Linked DNA regions of Sus scrofa: region 1 is linked to region 2. Evidence: chromatin contacts called from public HiChIP or PLAC-seq data. All regions are on one chromosome and are shown on one strand. The core of a region is the stretch at or near the end of the contact, and the rest is flanking DNA. Distances in the headings are between cores, read along the strand shown. Region 1 has its middle 67 kb from the start of HEPACAM2. Region 2 overlaps CDK6 (a long non-coding RNA gene).

Region 1 (7,457 bases), core at 2,893-5,392, 450 kb before region 2:
TGTTAGTGAAACCTTTATTTATATAGAAACAAGAAGGTCCAGGTGAAAAGAGGGATGTGTATATGTGTGTGTGTGTATGTGTGTGTTTAATGTGGCTCTGAAAGTTCTCTGAAGCAGAGGTTACCTGTTTAAGCTAGTGTTAACTAGTTTTAATGAGTAGACTCAAGTCTTATGTCCTCTGCATCTGATGTATTTTCATTGCAAGTGACAAGTGGTAAGGTTAGCATTTTGTGACATACCTTCAAAAAGGCACTAGCATGTGTGTTTCCCAGCGCTTCTCTCCTCTTCCTATCTCCCAGCTATAAACTGAGGGTGGTGAAAACATTTTCTACTGTTACTGCTAAAGTGGGTTACAGATGGAAAGCCAACTCCCAGATTGTCATTTCAAACTAAATCAACGCAAGCAGTGTTTAATGTGTGTACATTTCATCTGACCAGCAGGGGCCATTTGGTCTTCTAAGAAAAGAAAGCACTCTGCAAAGCCTGTTTGCTTCTCAGTCACTGGTCTATTGAAATCTAGAAGTGCTGGGAAAGAAGTCACACAAATGGCAAGAATAACTGAGCAACTCCCACTAAGAGTGTAAAGAGGGGTGGTGGGGGCATGCAAAACCATCTCCACCAGGACACATCATTTTGGTATTTATGCATTTTGTTTAAAATAAAATTTTCACACTGCAAACTTAAAAAGTCACCATACAGCTTAGCAGATTAAGTATGTCATGTAAACTTTCCAGAATTTTACAGTGCTCATTTTCATGATCAGATCATGCCAGTTTTTTGCCTTTCTGACTCATAAATATATGTCTGTTTTGTTTTATGGCTGCACCTGTGGCATATGGAAGTACTGGACCAGGGGTCGAATTGGGGCTGCAGCTGCTGGCCTATGCCATAGCCTTGGCAACACTAGATTTGAGCTGCATCTGTGACCTATGCCATAGCTTGAAGCAACACAGGATCCTTAACCCACTGAGCGAGGCCGAGGATTGAATGCCCATCCTCATGGACACTATGCCATGTTCTTAACCACAAAGGGAACTCTGATACATATTTTCTTCTTGGAAAAAAAAAATAGAAGTTATAAAAGCAGAAGAATGAAAGGTTCTGCATAAGACAATTTGTTGTTTTAAGGAATAGTTTGCAAATGGCATGGTGAAGCATACTCCACAGTCTAAAAGACAAAATAAATGCAAATAGTCTTCATTGTTAGGCTCAAATATGACGATTAATACTAAAAAATCTTACATTAGAATATGGGCTATGGAGTTCCCGTCGTGGCGCAGTGGTTAACGAATCCGACTAGGAACCATGAGGTTGCGGGTTTGGTCACTGAACTCCCTCAGTGGGTTAATGATCCGGCGTTGCCGTGAGCTGTGGTGTAGGTTGCAGACGCGGCTCGGATCCCGAGTTGCTGTGGCTCTGGCATAGGCCAGTGGCTGCAGCTCCTATTAGACCCCTAGCCTGGGAACCTCCATATGCCGCGGGAGCAGCCCAAGAAATAACAAAAAGACAAAAAAAAAAAAAAGAATATGGGCTAGGTTTGCTTTATAAATAATGTTAGGAATAAGAAGGATTTTTTTCTATCATTGTTGATTGCTTGTCTGCTATGGAAGACTGTGACTGAGATATTCATTCAATGTCCGTTCCAACCGAAGAGCCTGGAAGTAGTTCCATTCCCTGATCCTTTAGTGCCACCTATGGTTCCAAATTAGAAAGTGTTGGATTAAGCATAAAATCTAAGTATTGTGAAAAATAATCTAATTTTAAATTAGCATATTTATCACTATTATATTTTGCCTTTTGGGTCAGACAAAATGAACAAAATGCCTTTCTGGAGGGCAATTTGACAGTTTGCATTAGATTTTAAAATATTTAGACTCTTTAATCCAATAATCCATTTTTAATAAGTTATGAGAGACGAAGACACATGTATAAGAATATTTATTACAGTATTATTGCAAAGAATGATGCATTATACATGTGAGATGGAATATGATACATTTAAAAACACATCAAAAAGAGAAAATCACCTTTAGTTATAATTTCTGTGATTTTTAACCTTATGGAAAGATTTCAGGTCTTTTTAGAAACTCTTAAAACCTTAAAGAGGAAAAATAAATAGTGTGTAATAGCACACCAAAATAAAATCCATATGGGAGTTCTCATTGTGGCTCAGTGGGTTTCAAACCCAACTAGTATTCAAGAGGATGAGGGTTCAATCCCTGGCCTCACTCAGTGAGTTAAGGATCCAGCGTTGTTGTGAGCTGTGGTGTAGGTCACAGTTGTGGCAGGTCACTGACACAACTTGGATCCTACTTGCTGTGGCTGTGGTGTAGGTTGGCAGCTGCAGCTCCAATTGGACCCCTAGCCTGGGAACTTCCATATGCCACAGGTGCAGCCCTAAAAAGAAAAAAAAAATTCATAACCCACAAAACTGAACAGCTATGTGCCTAGAAAATGAAATTTATAAATGTACTGAGATTGTCATATTTTTCATATACACCAGTCACAATAAATGAGATAGTACTTTGCAGAGAAAATAGAAGCCACCAGATGGAAACGCCATCATTCTAAAACAAAACACACCTCCTTTATTCTTCCATCCTGGTCTGCATTTCTCTAGTTATCATAGAGGGGCCTAAGCTCTTTACCTCTGCTTTCGCATCTACCCTCTGTTACCTATTCAAGAATTTTACACCATCTGTTACCCTTTTCTTCTTTTCTGTACCTTCAGTCTTTCCTATCAATGAATTGTGTTCCACCAGCTTTAAAATGTACTTGTGTCTGATATCCAAAATAATGATAATAATAATTCCTCAGTCAAACCCATACCCTCTACCTCTTCACTTCTAGCAAACTATAATCTTATATCCATCTCTCACCTCACAGTCAAGCTTTTTAATTTCTAAATTTTTCATACCTCCTATTCAGTCCTTAACTCACTCCAATCTGGTATGTACCCCTATCACTCTATTAAAAGAGCTCTCTGTAAAATCACCAGTGACCTCCAGGCTACTAAACATGGACTTTTTTCAGTATTCATTGTCATGTCTCAACAGTAGTCAACACTATTGACCAATGCCTCCTTCCTGAAACACTCACTACTCTTGGCTTCCCCCACTTCTCTAGACTTTTCTCTGTTTCTTCTGCAGCTCATCCTCCTATTCTTGGCCATTAAATATCTAGCTCAGTTTTTGACCCTCTTCTCACTCCTTAATCTCTTCCCAAGCAATTCTTTATAGCTATGTTTTCAATTACCACCTATATGCAAATGATTGACAAACCCTAAGACAGTACTTTTCCTCTGAGTTCCAGGAATACAGTTGAAAAACATATATTTCTTCATTTTTTAGAGACATCTAAGGTATCTCAGCTCTGTTTAACCAAAACCTAACTCACGATTCTTCCTTCCAAATTTATCCTCTCTGTGGCCTCTTTCAGTCTTATAAATGGTCCCAACACCAATCTTACTGTACAAATCAAATGCTAAAGATCATCCTTGATGTTTCCCTCTCCTTCACCATGTACATTTAATCCATCTCCAGGCTCTGTTGCTTCTACTTCCTACCTCTTAAATCCATTTTTGCTCCATCTCCACCACCATATCAAACCAGGTCAACATTACCTCTAGTCTACGTTACAGCAATAATGCCTTATTACTTTCAATAGTCTTAAGAGATTTATTTATCTTTACTCAATCTATGTACCATTTTTTTTAGTAAATTCAATAACTCGGACTTCTATGCAACTTTGGATAGGAGTGGTGAGAGAGGACATCTTTGCCTTGTTCTTGATCTCAAGGAAATCGTATCCAGTTTCTTACCATTAAGTCGTATTAGTTCTTGGTTTTTTGTAGATGTTCCTTAACAAGCAGAGAGACTTCTCTACTACACCTAGTTTTCTGAGAGTGTTTATCATAAATAGAAGTTGGATTTTGCCAAATGCCTTTACTCAATTGATATGGTCATATAAAATTTTTTTTTATCTGCCCACTGGGCAGATTTCTCTTTACTATTTTTTGTCAAGGTTACTGTTGAGTGTTGCTCTAGTGTGGTAATAGTTCATTTTTAGTTAGTGCCAATATATTGAGCTGACTCATCTGTGAACCAAACCTTATCTTCTACTTTTTCTCTCAGTTGGTCATGAAAAATCCCCATGACATCATAAGTATAATTTGAGGGAGAGGCAATAGTGCAACTGAGAGAGATGATGTGGAATTCTGGGCCTGTTTCTGAGACTGATGGGCCATTTCTTCGATTACTCGTGAGACCTCTGGACCTGCTGAGATATGACCTAAAGGTACCATTCTAGCATTTGAAAGAGTGCTGTTGCCCAGCTTAACCTCATGGTTCATTGACTCCGATAACACATAGCTTGGGTTGTAAAACTGAGTCATTTGACATCACGTGGTCAGAAGTCTCTAGGGGAGTTCCCATCGTGGAGCAGTGGTTAACGAATCCGACTAGGAACCATGAGGTTGCGGGTTCGATCCCTGCCCTTGCTCAGTGGGTTAACGATCCTGCGTTGCCGTGAGCTGTAGTGTAGGCTGCAGACTCGGCTTGGATCCTGCGTTATTGTGGGTCTGGTGTAGGCCGGTGGCTACAGCTCCGATTGGACCCCTAGCCTGGGAACCTCCATGTGCCGAGGGAGCGGCCCAAGAAATAGCAAAAAGACAAAAAAAAAAAAAAAAAAAAAAAGAAGTCTCTAGGGCTTCTTTTCAGAAATCAAAAGCCCTGCTGTTATAAGAATCCTGGGGAACATATAATGTGCCTCTCCTTTTAGGCCTTTTGAGGGACCCCATGGAACATTTTTACCCACAATGGACACTGCTAGCATTATGAGATCTGCAGGATTGTGCGGCCTTACACCATGGTTTGGATCTTCTGCAGAGCTCTTTCTTCCTCTAGACTCTGCAGACCAAGAGATCCCTAAAATTTTCATCAGTGTGACAGACCCCTGATTTTGCAGTGTATCTTCACCTTCTGGCATATGTTTTTCTTACTAAGAAGTCCAAATTATTTCCTGTACACTAAGTCCATTTGGCATGATGTTATCAACATAGTTAGTAAGTATGAATCAAGCTGCTGTGAACATTCTTATACATGTCTTTTTGTAGACACTTGCATTTTTCTTCCTTGAATAGACCAGAATGTTCAGCTTAAGTAGACAAAGTTTTCCAAGATGGAGATATATATATATATATATATATATCTCCATCTCCTCACAATCAGTGTATAAGAGTTCCATTTACTTGATCTCAATATATATGTATGGTCTAATTTATCAAAAATTTCCTTTATCATTAGCACTTTTCATATCCTGCTTAAGAAATTTTGCCTATCTTCATAGTCTCCTGTGTTTTTTTCTCGTCTTTTTTTTCTTTATTTTAAATATTTATAGTTTTGAGAAACATTGCTGAATTTCTCTCATTTACATTTCTACAGTATATGGGTTAGCTTGTTTTCCCACACCTTCCCCAACACCAGGTATTAAATTTTTTCAATTTGGCAACAGATATGAAAAAAGTGATATTTTATACTATTTTGATACATTTAATTATGAGTGAAGTTGAATATATTGCTTATCAATATTTTTTCCTTGAAAATCCCTTTTATATCTTTTGCTTACATTTTTATTGAGCTATTAAAGTTTTTTTGTACTGATTTGTAAAGATTCTTTGTAAATTAGAAAATTAGTTCTATACTAGTATTAAAGGTGTTACAGTTTTCCTGGTTGATTGGTGCTCTTTTGGCTTATTTTATGAAAAATTTTGCAAAGTGATTTACATGTTTATGCAACTCAAATGTATTAGCTTTTTCTCTATATGCCTTTTAGGGCTTATCTTTGTCTTCCCCACTTTAATATTTTTAAAACTTGGTCATGTTTTCTGAGAGTGTATTAATGAATTCATTACATTTAAATCACTGAGTCATCTGTAATTTAATGTTGCCAAAGTGAAAAAAAAAATGAAAACCACAATAAGATAAAATTTCAAACCTACTTGAACAACAAAAATTAGAAAGTCTCATAATACCAAGGGTTAGCAAGAATGTAAAATAAGAAAACTCTTGATCCGTTACTAACGGGAACATAAACAGGTGCAACTTTGGGAAACCCTTTAACATTATTTATGAATGTTGATCATGTGCATCAATCAGAATTCCCCTACAGGAAATATTTTCTAGAACAACTCTTATTCATATGCATCAGAGACATGCACAACAGTATTCAAAACTGCATTATGCCACCCTAAGATTCATCAACAGAAGCATGGATAAGCCAGATATGGCAGAATCACATGATAAAATATTAAATAGCAATGAAAAAAAATAAGTACAGTTAACCTCAATATGGATGAATCTCAGGAACAATGCTGAGTGCATGAATACATATAATACAGTTCCAGTAAACAATACTAAGCAGTATATTGTTTACCGGTATTTTTACAGGTATTAAAATCTCCAAAGAAAACTGAGGAATTCTAAACCTATTTGCATACTGATGGGAAGAATGCCATTTAAACTGGGAAATTTTAATTTGGAGTTAAGACTCTAAGAGTGAAGGAGAAGATGAACTTCAGGTTACTTCTTTTATTGGGGATTAGGAATGTTATTTTATAGGTGGTAATTGTATGAATCCTTTTTTTTTTTTTTTTGTCTTTTCTAGGGCCACTCCTATGGCATATGGAGGTTCCCAGGCTAGGGGTCTCATCGGAGCTATAGCTGCCGGCCTACACCAGAGCCATAGCAACACCAGATCCAAGCCACACCTGTGACCTACACCACAGCTCACGGCAATGCCGCCAGATCCTTAACCCACTGAGCAAGGCCAGGGATCAAACCCACAACCCCATGGTTCCTAGTCAGATTCGTTAACAACTGAGCCACAGTGGGAACTCCTGAATCCTTTTTTATTTTTAATAATCACAAACTTGTAATCCACCAAACACAAACTTACAGATTGATAGGAAGTGTAAGGAAAAAACTTTTTAATGATCAGTTTAAGATATCAAATTATCCCATAATACTTTACTATGTATTTTAACAAACATGGAAATTCTAGCCACAGCACAAGGAAACACAACACAACCATCCAAATTCAGGTGGTTAACTTAGAATGGACACTGATGTTAACTTAGGTATTAATTTGATTACTTTTGTCTAATCTTTGCTCTTCGTTCAAGTTTCAAAAATTGTACCTATAATGTCTTTTACAACAAAGAGACCCAGTTTGGAAGTGCATGTTGCATTTAATCTCCTCCAGTCTGAAATATTTCCTTAACCTTTCCATATTTATGACCTTGACACTTTTTAAGAGGACAGGCCAGTTATTTTGTAGAACATTCTTCAATTTAGGTTTAGATGATGGTCCAAGAATATTAGATTTAAGCTGTGCATCTTGGCAGGAATATCACAGAAGTGATGCTATGTACTCATTGCATCCTATTAGTTGGTACATGA
Region 2 (7,274 bases), core at 3,253-5,752:
GAAAGCACACAAATTTTAATTTAGATATGTTACATCATTTTTTACTAACTGAAATGATGTAAACATATTAAATAGATGCTGGTCCCAGCACTGTTCCTTTGGATAATTCTGATGTGAAGGAAATGAAACTCACGGAAACCAGGGGCTCCTATGATTTCTCAAATATTCTTTGAAGGACTAGGTGGTTAAGATGATTCTGGGCCCTGTGGGAGATAGCAAAGATGTGAAATCACTTCTCACTTACACGTACCAAAGTCTGTGGCCAGGACCTCAAAGAGATTACAGTCTATTTGAGAAAATAAGAAAAGCGGACATGATGCGTTAGTTTACTGAGGCCTTTTTTAAATAGTACAAGCAGTGTGTCAGACTCTCAACATAGGTAAATGCTCAGCTACCTGGTGCAGGTTTAAATACTAAGGGAGCTTAGAAAAGTTCGGTATTACTGTGGACTGGAATAATAGAGACATCACGAAGTTAGGTGTGAGCTGGATTGTTGGAGCTCTTCGATTGGTTCTTTAGGAAGGACTTCATCAAGCAAGCCACCAAAATAGCAGTGTATTCTTGGAAAAGCGAGCCCTAGCTGGAGTGGTAGGTTTCAAATGAGAAATAGGGTCTTTCGTGCACAATCACCGTTGGAACTGCACACAGCCTTTATGACTCCTCTTCCATTCAGTTTAACAGTGCACAGCGAGGAAGCCACACCTTTGGGAAAATACAGCTGGAATGGGGGGAAGGGAGCGGGGGGGACAAAAGACGGAGCCCTTCTAAGGAGGATCTGAGAAGTAAATAAACCCTGAAGGAAAAGCTTGGAAGGTCAGCGTGTGTGCTCATAAATTCCAGCTATTACCAGAGATGAAAGGGAAGTGAGAGGACTGAGGAACAATAGGCAGGGGTGTTCCCTGGTCCCCTCTAACTGCCTGTTTACTGTAGGGGCGGAGCAGCAGGGCCGCCCAGATGGCAGAGCCAAAGTGAGAATGAAGCTTCCTTGCCCTAAGACCTCTTTAGGAAATCCTGTTTGTGATGGTGGCTTCACTGCAAAGTAATCAGGAGCTCTCCCTGTGTTGTAGAAGCTCACTTCTAAAACCATGAACAGGCACAGTTTCTAATGAGTTTGAAATCTTATTATCTTGTGTGCCCTCAGCAAGACAGAAACTGCATATCAGGTGAGGCTTCAGTCACCGTATTTTGCAAGCCTTTGCTTATCTTTCTTGTGCCGCTGACATGCTGGTAACACAATAGCTTAACAACAAGATAAGCCTCATCTTTTATCTTTTTTCCTGTGTGGCTGTGTTAGGGAATGATGGTTTTGTTGGCCTTTGAAAGGCAGGAAAGGGCAAAGCCCCGTGATGCCATGTCTTTGGCATTGCATTACTTCATTAAGAGAATTACCTTAAAAGCCTGGGAAATACAGCTTAAGATTGATGAGAGCCGGGTGAAAAAAACCTTGATTTCAAACCAGATTAACCAGAACGTCCATCCCCGAAGAGATCCGGTTTTACATCCACCCTTGGGCTCTGTCTACCCTTTTCTCCTCTTTTTCCTTCCACCACGCAAGTGCTTTTGGACATAGGAGTGGACGATTTGCTTTCCATGCCAAACCTCATGAAATGGGATTTGTCTTCCCTCGCAGACAGGTGGCCAAGCTGTTCCAGAGAGGCCTCTGGCTGCCCACTGGCCTCACTGGATCCACAGCACTGCGGTGGCACAGCATAAGCCACCTATCTGACCCCATGCCCTCACAATCTGGAGCCCACGTGGCAGCCTCAGGTGGTGACAGCTTTGGTCAGGTGGTGTGGAGTTCCCCTGGCAGACGGAGGAGAGCCAGAGAGCAGCTGTCCTGCATCATTTTTGTGTGACAGAGGGAACCTCGAAAATGGCTGCCCCAGTAGTTAGAGGACTGGCTTTCCTCCCTCTGCCTCGGGGTGGATTAGGCCTTGGGAAAGGAGTTTGGGCCTTCTCACTCTGTACACAGTACTTACCGTGGCCTTCTGTGCTTATTCTGTGCACACTTATTATGGGCACCAGAGACAGGTTTCACAAGCCTTTTTCCTATGAGACTAGATTAGTCATGAGGGTTAATTATTCTGTACTTAGAGGAAATATTATGATGGAGAGAAAAATAGGTTTCTGGAAGCCAGGAAATAGAGGGTCTCAGAACATCAAATTGCTCCATAAAGAAAGCACGGGACCAGAGTTCCCGTCGTGGCACAGTGATTAACGAATCCGACTACGAACCATGAGGTTGCGGGTTCAGTCCCTTGCCTTGCTCAGTGGGTTAAGGATCCGGCATTGCCGTGAGCTGTGGCATAGGTTGCAGACGCGGCTCGGATCCCGCGTTGCTGTGGCTCTGGCGTAGGCCAGTGGCTATAGCTCCGATTCGACCCCTAACCTGGGAACCTCCATATGCCACGGGAGCGGCCCTAGAAAAGGAAAAAAAAAGAAAAAAAAAAGAAAGAAAAAGAAAAAGAAAGCAAGCACGGGACCATTTTATTACAGTCTTTGTACACACACACCGAAAAAATAATCATGATTCTCTAAACATCCAAAATGCCCCTTCTTAGCTATGTGTGGCGTCCAGTTCCAACCCCACATATCCTCAGGGAGCGTCCCTTCTTGCAGAGAAAAGCGCAGTTGGATTCTAATAAAAGAAGACCCTGAGTCTTCATGCTGTTGCCTTCAGCTAACGCTGCTGAATTTCTGCTTGTAAGATAATAATGAAATAGCCATTTCCAGAAATGCAAAGAAGGCAGGTCAGAACTCCCCGGTGCTGGCCCTAAAAGCCTTCTGGTTTTGAGTGCCTCAGACCACAGCATTGATAGAAAAAAATTTGGACCCAGTTCCCTGCTTTTGCCTTCCACTCTTCCCCACTAAGGGCCCACATGAAAAGCAAGTGTGGCCTTGTTTTCTCTGGATCCTCTGGGCCCATTTCTTTTCTTTCATCATCTTTCCTAAAGCTGATAGGACAGTTCCACGGGGGAGAAACAACTAGTACACTTGGATGAACTCTGCGAGATGCAAAGAGCATTCGTCTTGTCCCTGATTCTGAAGTGCTTCTTTGTATGGAGGGGGAAAAAAATGAGGATCGTTCTAGACTGGATAGTCAAATCTCATTTGTGTCATATTTGTGATGTTTTGAACTGGGTGGAGAAGGCATTAGTGATAAAGCATATGGGATTGTAAGGCAGTGGTTGACCTGCTTAACAGAACCCGAGTTGTCAACAACCCTTGAAAAGCACTTGAAAATTCCAGTTGTTGCTAAAGATGAAAGAGAAATGAATAGACCTCATCAGCTCTTCCTCTTCTGTGTCATCCTTTAGGTTAAATGTCACCTCCTTAGAGAGGCCTTTCCTAACCACACTGTTCTTCACCAGAGCATCTTATTTTCTTCATAATACTCACCCTTTACAGATTGCTTTCCTTTCTCCGTATCTGAACTATAAGCCCTACAAGATCAGGGACCACATCAGTTCCCTCATTCCTATGTTCCCTGCACTCAGCAGTGAAGAGCCTTCCAGATTCTCAAGATGCTGAAGGAATGAAGGAATACTTGAAGTCCCGTGTGGCAGACTTGTTTCGTGTTCTTAGTGGACTCACGGTTCCTTAGGATCCCTCCATCCCTCTCTTAGATTCAAATAAGCAACACCACTTGGTCTCAACATCCAGCTTACCAGAGTGGTTTCCATTCATTACTTTTTCTTTAAAGAAAAAAAAACCTGGAATTTTTGTTCAGAGTCTCCAATCCACTAACAGTTCCATCTCTGAGGCTGCAGTCTAGTGAAGTGGTTGCAAGCTCTGGCTTTGGAGCATCTAGTTTCATCTCTGTCACTTCTTAGTTGGCTAATGGTGACTCATTATTAACCATCTCTCGACCTCAGTTTCCTCAACTGTAAAATGAGGATATTAATATAGACCTCTCACCTAGTGTTAATCTGAGGTTAAATAAAACAGCACATGTAAAGTAGTGAGTTTTTGTTTCGCACTGCCTATGCTTAGCAAAACTTGGCCACTGTTATTTTTGTTCATACTGTTAAAGTGCCTTGGGGCATCATTTTTCTAGAACAGGATAAGGGGTGACTTCTTGTCAGAGGTAACCCTAGGCATTTGAAGAATTCAGGGTCAAAAATGGAGTTCCTGTCGTGGCTCAGCACAAATGAATGTGACTGGTATACATAAGAACACAAGTTTGATCCCTGGCCTGGCTCAGTGAGTTAAGGATCCAGTGTTGCCATGAGCTGTGGTGTAGGTTGCAAACGCGGCTCGGATCCTGCATTGCTATGGCTGTGGCATAGGCCAGCGGCTACAGCTCAGATTAGACTCCTAGCCTGGGAACCTCCCAATGCCTCGGGTGTGGCCCTAAAAAGACAAAAAAAAAAAAAGAAGAAGAAGAAGAAGAACTCAGAGTCAAAAAACATAGGACCTGTAGTGCTGAGGTTTAGGCAAAGCCTCATGCCTAAGAGCACAAAGTATGAACTTAGGTCACAGCCGACTGGGCAGGATGGCCACATGACTCAATATTGAAGTAGTGACTAATTGTCGCAGGGTTCCTGGTGTCTCTTCCCCTCCACCCCACCACAGTCACCACAAAGGCTAAAACTGATCCAGGAGTCTGGTTAGAGGCTGAGCATACAGTGAGTTTCAGCAAACCCATCTAGCAAGAGTAGAGAAGCCAGACAGGCACTCCAGGTGAGGGCTCTACTAACTGTGACAGGCAGGAATTGGGGACCCCTGTGTCATTGTCCTTAGTACCTCACAGAATCCAGAGTGCAGTCCCCAGGGTGTAATCAGCTGTCAGAGATTCTTGTTTGGAACCACAGGAAGAGGTGGCTCACAACAACTCATAGGGAAACTCCAAACAGTCAGCAGGAAGAAACTCAATCACAGATGAAAATGATTTTGTCCCCCTCATTTTTCTATGCAGTTAATCTGAGGGGGGAAGTGAGGCGACATTCAGCTATGAGACATTTACTGAACAGAATGTACTTTAACTGTTCCCTTTCATTTAGTGGCAGGTTGACAGGACTTGACCAAGAAAAAAAGCAATGACTTGAGCATTTAATGATCTTGCTGGACGTAATTGCCTTTCATACAGATTTGTGAGGCTGATGCTCCCCTTTTCCATCTCGCTTGGAATTCAAAGAGGAGCTCGATTGCTTTTAATGTTTCTGAACCATAGAAAGTCAGTAATCTAGACTTTTTTTTAAAATCTTACATTTAATATAAGATTTCTTTTTTAAATAGTATGCATTGTGTTCTTCATTTAACAAAAGTCGTGTTAGTTTACTGTAAAACTTTTTTTAAAATATGAGTAAAGCGTACAGGATAAGCCTAGAGCATCTTATTGTACCAGAAAGTAAGAAGATGCTAAAAAAAATTATGGTAACATGTCAGAAGTGCACAGGATTCAGCTTAAAGGGAACCATTAGATAATTCTGAAATAATTTGAGCATCAACATATATAATTATAGAAATGGATTAAACCCATTAAATAAAACACAAGTTCGTGAGTCCATACTTAGAAGTGGACAAGTAAATGGCAGAGAAGGGAAAGCTCTTTCTTAATTTAGAATGCCAACTAATAAATATAGATAGAATGGTAGATTTAGAAAAGTATCAATGATGCTAAAACTTTGAGTGAACATATTTTGATGCAGATCAAGAAATTTATATAATGTCAAAAAAGCTCTATAAAATACTTATTTTTCAAGGTGAGGAGAAAGAAGAAGAAAGAAAACCATCAACCAGGAGCCAAGAGATGACCATTAATAATTACTTAACAGGTGTCTTGATTGTTTTGCCTGTATGTTATAATCTTTTGATTTTCTTATTAAATGAGCTCATGCTTTTTGTAACTTGTTTTTCTCATATAAAAAAATCATGATCTTATTTATTTGTATTTAAATATTGGTAGGCAAGTAGTAAATATTTGGTGAGTGAAATTCACAAGCCTTTTTAAAAGCGAGATCGTTATCTGTGTTCTTGTAATTAAGGTTTCCCTCATTCCCACCACTTTTCCCAGGAATTAGGATTAATTCCTAGAAGTGGAATGGTGAGGTAAAGAATATTCTAAACCCTCAAACCTTTGATACCTGGAGCCAAATTGCCCTCCAGAAAGATTTTTCTATTTTATTTTCCCACCAGTGACATATGTATTCATCACATGACTTTCAACACATTTTTAGGGAAAAAGACTGGGATTAATGTGTACACAACACTCAGAGTGGGATCCAACCATTGTTAAATCAGAAAATAATAGTGATTCAGATCCTCTTCTCTCCACAGATAGGTTAGATTCTTTCAGGACCAAAAGATGGGGATCACTAACGGCTTTCCAAAGCCTTTCCTGTTGTATGATGCAGTTTTTGTTAATGCAGAAAGCTCTGATTTCGGATAGAACCTGATTTTAGTGGAGCCACTCGTAGCCCATATGATACGCCTTACCACCCTCTTTTAGTCTTTATCAGAAAACCCTACCACCTGTGCTAGCTCTGGTGCGTCAAAATAAATGAGAAGAAAAGCCTGGACCCTGATTGTGACAGGCCAGCGTGGAGCACCAGCACTGTCAACACAGAGCCTCCTACAGGACCCCTTTGTATGAACCTTGATGCCGGGTCCTTAACCTACGTGAACACCAGCAGCCAGTGCAGCTTCTAGGCCTGACAGTGCAGGATGCACACGCACTCCACGGCAACAGAGCAGGTGCCCCCTTATGCTCACTGGTGTCCATGGCAACCGCACCAGCTGACGTAAGCCTCCAGCTAGTTGGAGCTGGGGTTTGCCTTATCTCTGGATCCATACAGGACACTGATTCTGAAGGAGAACCAAGAAGAGGAGATTCAGAATAGTTCCTCTGGATTCCAAAGATGAGAAATCAGTAAAACTATAAGCATGATGTGGATTTGCTTATATTTTCCCTTTTTTGGCTTCCACTGGCTCACATGTTCTCAAGTGATGACAGTTGGGCTGATTGAGAGCCGTTAGTCAAATCCAGTAATAGTATTAATCTGTGGTTGGAAATGACTGTTAAAGTAAGTGCCAGGCTATTCAGTTGTGGTTTTTCTTCCAGCGTCCAGTCGTGCCAGGCTTCCAGTGGGAGGGGAGGAATAGAGGCTGTGGTAAAGGAAACCGTTGATAAACGAAAGAAACCAGAAACTGTCACTACCCATAACAACGAAACAACAACAAAAAAACTGCAGAAAAGAGGGGGAGACAGAGGAAATTGTACAAAGCGGTTGAAGCCTGCTGTCTGATGTGATCATTAGACATGAGGCTGGTGG

Evidence for each region. HiChIP or PLAC-seq counts read pairs in DNA pulled down with a chosen protein or histone mark.
Region 1: an H3K27ac HiChIP or PLAC-seq map of alveolar macrophages shows a contact between it and region 2. The contact joins two enhancer-like sites. A contact is called at or near these places in 1 of 5 promoter capture datasets (fetal liver) and 1 of 2 datasets of contacts at active chromatin or transcription factors (alveolar macrophages).

The regions. Positions count from the first base shown.
Region 1 is chr9:73,003,781-73,011,237 of Sscrofa11.1, reverse strand. No RefSeq gene overlaps it. Among named protein-coding and RNA genes, the nearest start is that of HEPACAM2, 67 kb to the left of the region's middle. Within about 2 kb of position 4,142, at least 3 of the 83 cell types and tissues checked have an H3K27ac peak or open chromatin away from gene starts, as enhancers often do. A contact at or near this core is called in alveolar macrophages, where this site is marked.
Region 2 is chr9:72,558,504-72,565,777 of Sscrofa11.1, reverse strand. All of the region lies in intron 5 of CDK6 (a long non-coding RNA gene), which reads left to right. Among named protein-coding and RNA genes, the nearest start is that of FAM133B, 58 kb to the right of the region's middle. Within about 2 kb of position 4,502, at least 27 of the 83 cell types and tissues checked have an H3K27ac peak or open chromatin away from gene starts, as enhancers often do. A contact at or near this core is called in alveolar macrophages, where this site is marked.